2 separate regions of the Zea mays genome follow, and region 1 is linked to region 2. Evidence: chromatin contacts called from public Hi-C data. All regions are on one chromosome and are shown on one strand. The core of a region is the stretch at or near the end of the contact, and the rest is flanking DNA. Distances in the headings are between cores, read along the strand shown.

Region 1 (5,440 bases), core at 2,413-4,912, 390 kb before region 2:
GCACATGTGTTTCCTTGTCTCTTATCTTTTTGTGTGCTTCAATAAATTGATCAAGTGTACGAGTAGCCTGCCCGTGACCAGGTCGCACATTTTCACCACCGTCCTCGAATCGCTCATCAGGGTCCACGACTCCTTCATCTTCAACAATCATGTTGTGCATGATCACACAAGCCCTCATGATCATTCCTAGTGTCTCTGTGTCCCAAATGCGAGCTGGTCCTCGAACAATGGCGAACCTAGATTGAAGAACCCCAAAAGCTCTCTCGACAGCCTTCCTTGCTGCTTCCTGTGCTTTTGCAAAATATTTGTTCTTGTTCCCAATAGGCTTAGAGATAGTCTTGACTAAAGTAGCCCATGAGGAATATATACCATCTGCAAGATAATAACCCATCGTATAATCATGCTCATTAACAGTAAAGTTCACCTGTGGAGCTGTACCTTCCGCTAAGTTTGCAAACGAAGGAGACCGGTGAAGAACATTTATATCATTATGAGACCCAGGCATTCCAAAGAAAGCATGCTAGATCCAAAGGTCATCCGAAGCAACAACCTCCAAAATGATAGTGGGCTTGTCCACATGCCCTTTGTATTGACCTTGTAGTTGAACCGGACAGTTCTTCCACAGCCAATGCATACAATCGATAGACCCTAAATTTCCAGGAAAGCCATTTTGGTCACCTAGTGCCAGTAAGCGTGCTGTGTCCGCCTCATTGGGATATCTCAGGTATTCATCTTCAAAAATATCAACAACTGCAGCAACAAACCTACGTAGGCTCCCAAGTGCAGTACTTTCGGCAATGCGAACGTACTCATCTGTTAAATCAGCTGGAACCCCATAAGTGAGCATACGAAATGCAGCAGTGACTTTCTGGAAGCAACTCAATCCAAGTACATTGGCCGCATTCCTTTTTTGCACAAAGTAATCATCGTGTGCTTCAACAACATTCATTATGCGTAGGAAAAGGTCTCTCTTCATCCTATATCTAAACCAAAAAAATAATAACCTTCAACACATATAATACATATAGTAAGGAGCTAATCAAAGGTTAATAAACACCAACCTTCGACGAAATAAATGTGGACCGTATGTCGGATTGGCCGCCAAATAATCTTGAAACATCCTTTGATGCCCGTCTTGTCGATCTCGATAAATAACAACATGTCCAGGAACAGAACCACCAGGTTTGCACAATTCCAGTAGCTGCGATGATGAAATAATCATCGTCATTGCAAGATGAATCGTCGTCCAGTTCCATTTGCAAAAGTGATTTGAAACCAATCATGATGTCGATTCCTAGGAATGAAAATTGTGCAAGATCAGACAATTTATCCCGGCCATCAGCAACAGATTGATGAACGCAACAATTACAGGAAGCAAAAAAACAGTCTGGCGCCGACAGATTTGCAAAAGTGATTTGAAACCAATTACAGATTGATGCTCGTAGCGCCAGCGCCCACTGCTCCTTCTAGGAACGGTGACTGCCGGCGGCAATCGCGCCCAATCGCGGCGGTGGACATTGGCGCGAGCGCGACGGCTACAGTCGTGGCAAAAACAGTCTGGCGCGAGGATAGGCAGAGGATCGCGGAAAGATAGGAGCGTGGGCCTATTTTAGTTTTGCCAAGTCAAATTATAAGAAACTGTTGGAGGTGGGTATTTTTTTTCTTTTACCATAACATTCCGGGAGTTGCTAAAATCCAAAATTTGCCAAACAAATTATCCCAAACTGTTAGAGTTGCTCTTAGCCCATAACCGTAGTCCCTAGTCATTGGAAGAGGTCGCTATGGGAAGGGATGAATCTAGCGGTCCACGACGTCGTAGTCATTGTATGATGGCTGTGGCTTTGGGAACACAGTGGCCAAAACTTTCCCTCACTAACCACGCTAGAGTAGATCGAGTCTCATTAGGTCTGTACTCTTCACAGGGTAAAGAGCTACCAATGAATCTTGTTTCGTGAGCATGGTGCTCGAAAATTTCAATCAACTTTTGAATAACATGAATATCATTTTGCATTCTCGGTTTTTCATGTTTCGAGTGACTTGCAATTCAAATCTGAATTATTTGAGAAAATTCAATTAAACGGACAAAATCTAATAGTTATAGCAAACATTTTTATAATTATGCCAAAATCGAACATGTAGATCTATATAGTGTAGAAACAAACCACAAAAAATTTGTTTGAAAAAAATATACTTTGTCGTATGTCAAAGAAGACACTCGCAAAATGATGGTTTGCTGACACTCAACAAAATAGCTTCTTTGCCGAGTGATAACGTCTGACGCTCGGCAAAGTTAACGGTTGTTAGCTATAGACGGTTGATGACAGCTATTTGTCAAGCGTCGTCGTTCGCCGAGGGTTTGACACTCGGCAAAGACAGACACTCAGTAAATGTGGTCGTCGTTGCTGAGTGTCTGTCTTTGCCGAGTGTCTTATGCTCGGTAAATGTGGTCGTTGCCAAGAGTGTTATTTCGTCGAGTGTCCGACAAAATGCACTCGGCAAAACGTCGAGCACTCAGTAAAGAGCCGGATTTCCGGTAGTGACGCGTATTGGTCTTATTTCCTTTTTTGTTTTACACGGTGCAAAAAAATAAGAGCCACAACCAAGATGATTGTTGCATTCTTGATTAAGACACGAGAAGTTCAGTTTGGTGATTCGGATGAGATCAATCTAACCGTGTTCGTTCTTGGCTGTTGTGGTGCCAAATGATCCAAAGCGTCAGCCATAAACCAAGTTTGTCCATGCTGTGGGCATTGTATTGCGTCCCGGCGATGAGCTGACAGTTCATGGCAGAGGCTGCAGGGCATGGCGGCAGTGTCCGTGCATGCGTGCATGCGTCCAAACCTCAGGTACTGCAGGGGCGGTGATGGTGATGACTGATGAGGGGGACGGCGAGGCGGACGTCAGTTGTTTCGAGATGGACACATCGTCGCACACAGAAGAGTGCCTAGGCTGGCCTCTTGCGAACCACACAGTACCCCAATGGTAATGGTATGTACAACAATGGAACTGGAAATTGGAACGTCGTCATCTCACCTGCCCCTTCTGCTTGTCCTATCCCATATATAACATCTGCTAACAAAATGCGACAAGAGATGCCATTGCAAACCCTCTCATGAGTCATGACACTACAAGTATTTGAGTAGTTGGTCTATTCTACAGGCTGCTGGTAGTATGCATGGTATAAAACGACTGCAACTGCAAGCCATAGCCAGGGATGTTGACTACACGCTTGCATGCATCAGCATCACACACTCGGGATACAGAACCATGCAGCGCAGCTTGCAGTTGCAGCAGAGAAAAGAGGGGCTGAGGCCTCTTCCCTTTTGAGCTGGGACAGGCAGGCCACAGCCCACAGGGGCGTCTGAATCGATTTCAGACGGCACAATCCCATGCCAGGTCTGGTTTTTAGCTGTTGCTGCTGGCTGCTGCTAGCTTAGCTAGCGGCTGAGACAGACAGGAGCACACTGCATACCTGACCTCGCCTCGCTCGTCACGTAGCTGTTGCAAGCAAATATACTCCTCCTTGTCAGTGACGCAGACGACGCAGAGACTTGTCCCGTGTGTACACACAGCACGCACACTGTTGCGCTGCTGTGCAGTGCTTCAGCACTTTGACTCTCGCTTCGACTCGTCACGTCAGGGGGACGGACGGGTCACGGCGGGAAACCCGTTGCGCCGCCTGCCCCCCCGTTCTGCGGGCCGAATCTATACCCATCTGGCCCAAGCCCATACGTGTCGGCACAGCCCGCCTCCGACCTTATGTTATGAACATATATATATATATATATATATATATATATATATATATATATATATATATATATATATATATATATATATATATATATATATATATATATATATATATATATATATATATATATATATATATATATATATATATATATATATATATATATATATATATATATATATATATATATACACACACACACACGTCCAGGTACCAGCAGTTGATCAGAATTTTCTCAAAAGAAAATAAAAAAAGGCAAGCCAGCAGTTGATCAGACACTGTGAATCTGCTTCGAACAGTGCAACAACTTTTGTAGGAAGCTGGAAACGTATAAACTTCCGACAACAATATTTTCTGAATTAGATCCATCTTAAGTTAACTTTTTTGTTTCCAGGGTTATCTTATGTTTAACGAGATTTGTAAAGGCAATTATAATGATACCAAACCAAATAAATGAATTATAAAAAAATCAACCATGTTTATGATTCTAATTTGACATAATAAATAATCACGCTCTTTTATGGATTTATTCGACCTTATAAGTTTGGTTTAAGATGATTTTAAGAATTAGTTTGTATAACAACGAAATGAATATATAGTACTTTGCCTTAAAAAAAGAGCATAGTATTGTTTCCGTTGAATATGCTGTTACGGTGGAGGAGGGCATGGGTATCTGTCGTTGTTGTTTTTTGTCGACAATTCAGGTTAAAGATATTGACGCAGGAGACAAACTTCTAGGCCCACTATATAGAGACCATTGTCCACCGGACCAGGGCCCAGGGCCTGGAAACTACTCTAGCCCATGTCAGCATTCTGGGTATGATTGCCCGAGACGCTACAGTAAAACTAGCCCTACACGAAGAGGGCAGGCTACGGGTCTTGCCTTCGAGGCGGGTCGGGTCGACAAGACTCCTCTAAAGAGATAACGAGAGTACATGGCCAAGAACTCTGCAACGCAAAAGGGCCCCTGCCACGTAAGCTTGCATGAGGCTTCCTTCTGCAACAACCCTCACTATCCTGTTGGCGGGGTCTGGTTGCACCATGGGCCTAGCCTGCCCCTACCTTTGGTGTGGTTCGATGCTACCACTTGTTTCGAGGTTCCCGCTGGAGGCCCTGGAAACCATTAGGAGGGATACAGACCCCGGGGTCTTCTTCGCCCGACGGTTACATATGTTCCCGAGGCCCCACTACTGGCCTCAGACCGCCTTGGATGGTCTTCGGATCTCCAGGTGGACTCCTTCAGGCAACCGCTCCACCGACCACCGAGCAGGCATGGGGGCCTAGTGCACCTTAGCTCCGAGAGGCCCCACCCTACCGGTGTCCCAACACACCAGTGTCCTAGATGCCCTGCGATGACCCTGATCAATGGGTGGGGCTTCGGGAGTGCCACGTGGCCAGCCACCCACACCTTGATCGGTCAAGGAGTTGGTGGAGTCAAGAGACATGTCAAAAGCAAAAACAAGTTCCTAGAGCAAACAAGAAACAAGAAAAATACATGAGCAAAATTCAAGGTAAGACAATTATGGCTCATGATAAATGCTCTAACAATGACCCAGTGTGCTTCAACAAATAAAAATCAAAGAGAAGCAATAAGAAAAAGAAGGGCATTAGATTGGATCATGCCCCCACCACTACAGGAAAACCAGGAAAAAACGTCGAGGCTGGGAACCGACATTCTTAGATTAA
Region 2 (5,006 bases), core at 148-2,647:
TTTTGGGTGAGCCATTTATTGATTTATAACAATTACATAGGGAGTTTACTTTTAATAATGCATACACTAGGCTACTTTAGAATTAAAGAAGTCCAACCAAAATTTCCTCGTTGATTGTTTCTTTTCCCTTCTTTTGCAATATTCCTTCTACACGTATCTTCCTTTGCTTGCATGCTTCTCCCTCTTATTAATGAATTGTGGAAACTCTCTTGCCGCCTTTTCGGGGAAAAAAAACTTGTGTCCGATGCTTGGCAATAGAAGCTCAATTACATGTACTTTTAATTTCAGATTGAGCTTCCCTTACATTCTACAGATGCCAGTGGAAGCTTCACGATGTATATGGTGTGAGATTAGTAAGGCCACCTGATTCATGAAGACTGATTACATGCTTAAAGGGACTAGGAGACCAGAGAGTCTGTTTAGATATGCACCATCATCACAGAAGAAAGAAATGCAGCTTGCACTTCTTGCTGAACGTTAGGGTACACGTAACCATGAATCTTTAATTGGCAACGTTGAATGCTTTCCTGGCCCTGTTCATACTTCTTGCTGAATTGATATAACCAATAGACATGATCTGTTCGTATTTTTGTTTTCCAGAAATAAAAGGTATGATTTGAATTCGTGAAGTGACCAAGAGACATTACTTGCATTCTTTGTGCTTTGATCTGTTTAGTGATGACAGGTATAATATATCTGGAGAGTTGTTCCTTCTTTATAATTTTGTTTTTAACAAAGTAAGTTTGATTAATTCTGTTAATGTAAACTTAATTCCCCTATGTCACTGTATAGGTGCATCCTGACAAAAAAATCCCTTCCTAAATGTTTCCTCCAACAGTTTCTCGACACCATATTTGAGGGAAAGTGAGGGTGACTTAGGATATGATTAAATATAGGATGTTGGATAGGGGTGCTGCCGGAGGGAAAGTGAGGGTGATTTCTGTTCGCAATGCCGAAAGTCGCGCCCTCTATTTGCGACGTTGGAAAGTCGTTGCCATCGTCCAAGTTCGTCGTCATCACTAACTGTTGCGTACTCGAGCTGTGTGCGTCTGACGTCCGAAGCTGCACCGAGTGTCGTTTCTTCTTCGTACATTGCTCCGTATCGAGTTCGCCCGCATAATGATCTTCTCCCTGTCGTGCTTGTCGTCGCTACGTCGTGGTAAAAAGGATTAGATTAGTGTATGATTGTCGACATATTTGTGTGTTATTACAAAATTCTAAATTGACTCTTTAGAAATAATTTGTGTAATATTGATAATGTTTACCACATGGATTTTACATATTATAGCGATATTTGTCGTTCCATTTATATATTTCATACATTTTTTTTACTCCCGTCGCAACGCACGGACATTCACTTATTCGAAAATGAAGGCACGAGATGACGAGAGCTTACACAGTCCGACGGATTCAGACGTGTCTTCTGTCTATTCTGTCGAAGCCGTCGCCTCTCAATCTGTTCTGACGAAGCAATGTTCTATAATCACAAAAATCTCGGTTAAACCTATCTTCCCATTTTGTTCCTCGTCGAGCTCCTCGCTCCGCAGCCAATCATCCTCAGCCAAAATTTCTAGAACCTCGCGCAGTCGCCCGCACCACGCCAATCTGCTGCTGCTCTCGATGGTGCGCCTCCATCAGCTCCTCTCTCGCACGCTTGCATCTCACCAAATCCTCGCTTCTGCCACCTCCAGCGTCCGCTCCACCCCGCGGCTGCTTCTCCCTCTCCGGTTGCCGCCGCCTGCTCCTCCTCCCCATGGCCGTACTCTGCTTCCCATCATCGTAGCCGCGTCGCGTCAATACGCCTCGTCGACCTTCGGGAGGCGAGGGCGCTCGACGCGGCCGCCGATGTTGCTGAGGCGCAAGAGAGCCAGGAGTCCGACGCGGAAGGGCCCTGGCGAGCTCCGCGTGCAAATTGGCATAGAGGAGGCCCTTCCCGACGACCCTGGAATCCTGGTAATAGCTTCTGGGCCCTAGTTTCGCAGTTTTGATCTGATGGTGCAGGTTTTTTTCTCAAAATAAATTGAGCACGCATTTGAAGCCACTTTGTGATATCTCCCTTTGTACGTAATGTTAAATTGGCATCATATATCTATCCATCTCACTGCAAATCGCTTTGCAGAGCATTGCAGAAACTCTTCGGACGGATGTTGGGAAGGCAGTGAAGCTGGCCCTCAACGACCTTGAAGGCTCGGATTACATGACCAGAGATCCTTCTATATGCAATGTGGACAAGTATGCTAGCATTGAGGTCTCTGTGTTGCTTTGTGATGATGATTTCATCAGGAAGCTCAACAAAGAATGGAGGGATGAGGATCATGCTACTGATGTTCTGTCAATGTCTCAGCATATCCCAGAGCTTGATATTCCCATTGTATGACATCCTACCAAATGAGTCTATTTATTTTGGATGCTTCTTTTGACCCTTTTTGTTATATATATGTTTTGTTTTGCTTTGACAGCTGCAGTTGGGTGACATAGTAATTTCTGTTGACACAGCTCGACGGCAAGCAGAAGAAAGGGGACACACACTTGTTGATGAGATAAGAATCCTCATGGTTGGTTTGTTCCTCTCTTTATTTCCTAATAATGTTTAACTGCAACTTTTCCAGTTGCATAAATGGATCAATAGTCGTGTGGATGTTGTCAGATTTATCAATATAGTCATTTTCATCTTTGCTGCACTTTGTACCTCCATAATACGCAAATAGGATGTTCAGTTCACTCTGCACTCTGAACCTTCACAATAGGAGCATACAACATTAAGAAAATTTGTATCAAAGGCATAAAAACCATAGAGCACTGTTTTAATGGAGCAGTATCTGATATTTAAAAGCTGCCTGCAAAAATAGAGACTAAAGGTCATGGCGAGATGCACAATGCACTAGTGCTCAACTGCTTGTTTCCATCAGCCATTGTGTATCAACAGCTGAATGACTCTATGCTATTACTGTTGTAATTTGTGAAGCATCCTGCATATGGCAGCCAAAGAGCTTTCACACTTCTTTATGCTAACAGACTTAAACTTCAATAGGTGCATGGGCTATTGCATTTATTGGGCTTTGACCATGAAGTCAGCAAGGTGGCTGAAGAAGAGATGGAGAAGGAAGAAGAACATATTTTAAATACTCTTGAATGGAGAGGAAAGGGATTAATTAAGAGTGCTTATGATATTGCTACTGTTATGGAACATTTACAAAATTCTGTTGGTATGTTTCCTCTGCACGGCTTAAGCATTACAGAAAAGAAAATGAATGGCAATCTATTTCTTGTCGCTTACCTATAGATTCACTCACAGAGGCTGATAGCAATATAGAGAAAGTGATCCTACAAGAGAAACATCAACCCAAACTAAGCCATATCATCTGTGATATAGATGGTGAGTTGACTGAGCACCTAGAAATATTTGGCTTCTAGTGGGTCTTGCCAAGTTCTAGTGAATAATTTCTTCCAAAAAATTTGGTAAGGTACTATCATGGATTATGAAGGTGGTCTGCATGAAAAATCAATAGGATCTTTGAGAGAGGCAATTGCAACAGGAGTAAATGTTATCATGGTTACTGGAAAGGTGGGTTCTATGCAGTTATGGTATTTGTTCATGCAATACTAATGGCACTGATCTGAAGTGGCAGCTAATTTTAGAATAACTTTTAAAAGCTTACGATTACCACTCATATTCATATGCCAGCTTTCCCAAAACAGACAATATGAGGGACACTTGGGAAAATTATCATGAAAGCTAATAGTTAAGAGGATGCTTAGTTTTTATGTCAATTTTATTATGTTAATTGCTTCCTTATTTTCTTTGATTGTAATATATAGGCTGGTTACATACTCCATCTATTCTAAATTATACGATGTATTGACTTTATTAATTATATTGGTTTCGCTATACAATTAGATATACACTATGTCTAGATACATAGTAAAATAATATATCTAGAAAAAAATAGTAAAAACAAACAAGGGTAGATCGAGGGCTGGAGACTCCCACATGAGTGGGTCTCGGGAAAGGATAAACCGAGGCAAGCCTCCCCCGCAAATGCGGAGAGGCTACTTCAAACCCGCGATCTGATGAGTCAGTGAGACGGCTCTCACTATTGCATCAGGCCTGCCCTTCTTATCTAAAAGTGTTGGACTGCTGTGTGTGCTCCCATTGTAATGGGCCTTGGCCCAACCCATACACTATTGATATAGCTTACCCTAATTAGGTTAGGGGTTTCTATCCAATATGGTATCGAGCCAGTTTTTCTTTTCCCTCTCCCTCTAACCAAAACAGCTTATAATTTGGAATAAAGGGATTATGAAATCTATGAAATAGGTACTTATGGTAATTTCTATTTTACATTAGGTAACTATGTATTCTTGTCGAAGAAAAATTCTATTATTCAATAATTACTTATTTTTTTATTGAACTCCAATCCAATAATAAGTAATATAATATCATGTGATCAATGAAGAATTAAAGCGTGTTAACAACATCCAAGAGACTTATCACTTCATATTATTTTTTTTATTATGTGTTCTTTATCTAGAGTCGGGCTTCCACTATTAGAACCTTCAAGCTTCTTGATTTCCGCGAAAAAGGTGATTTTATTTCAGAGACTTCACCTGGTGTATTTTTGCAGGTACATCATATTCAATCTAAATTGAATAAGAATTCTAGATTTGTAGAGATTATTTATCAAAACCCTGTACTGATGTGCCATCTTATGTTACCCTGTTTTTTCTTGTGCTATAATCCTGAGGACGTAACATGGATGGATAGTTTTGCCCAAAGTGTATTTTATTTCACACAATTTCAGAAGTCCTGTGTATATATGTATATGTGCTTCACTGGTTTAGCATAACCAAATTGAGTTCCTTATCATTACCTTTGACCAAACACTGTTTGCTTGATATTCATTTTTCTTCTACAAAATAAAAGCCTTAACAAAAGACTTGTAAAGTTACATGGGTTGGAAAGAAATGTTGTTTTGTTGTGCGAATATAACATGGTCAAATTAAAT

Evidence for each region. A called contact is a pair of places that touch in the nucleus more often than the background predicts.
Region 1: a contact with region 2 is called in a Hi-C map of ear, with 8 times the contacts expected there. The contact joins the enhancer-like site here to the promoter of LOC103627072 in region 2. A contact is called at or near these places in 10 of 25 Hi-C or Micro-C datasets (bundle sheath, ear, leaf and 3 more).

Annotation. Positions count from the first base shown.
Region 1 is chr5:155,550,778-155,556,217 of Zm-B73-REFERENCE-NAM-5.0, reverse strand. No RefSeq gene overlaps it. Among protein-coding and RNA genes, the nearest start is that of LOC100273707, 21 kb to the left of the region's middle. Within about 2 kb of position 3,662, at least 17 of the 20 cell types and tissues checked have an H3K27ac peak or open chromatin away from gene starts, as enhancers often do. A contact at or near this core is called in bundle sheath, ear, leaf and 2 more, where this site is marked.
Region 2 is chr5:155,156,974-155,161,979 of Zm-B73-REFERENCE-NAM-5.0, reverse strand. It overlaps LOC103627072 (haloacid dehalogenase-like hydrolase family protein), which reads left to right and starts at 1,397. Exons shown (of 13, transcript XM_035959150.1): 1 at 1,397-1,953; 2 at 2,120-2,371; 3 at 2,460-2,555; 4 at 3,032-3,206; 5 at 3,296-3,376; 6 at 3,465-3,565; 7 at 4,533-4,625. The coding sequence starts at 1,621.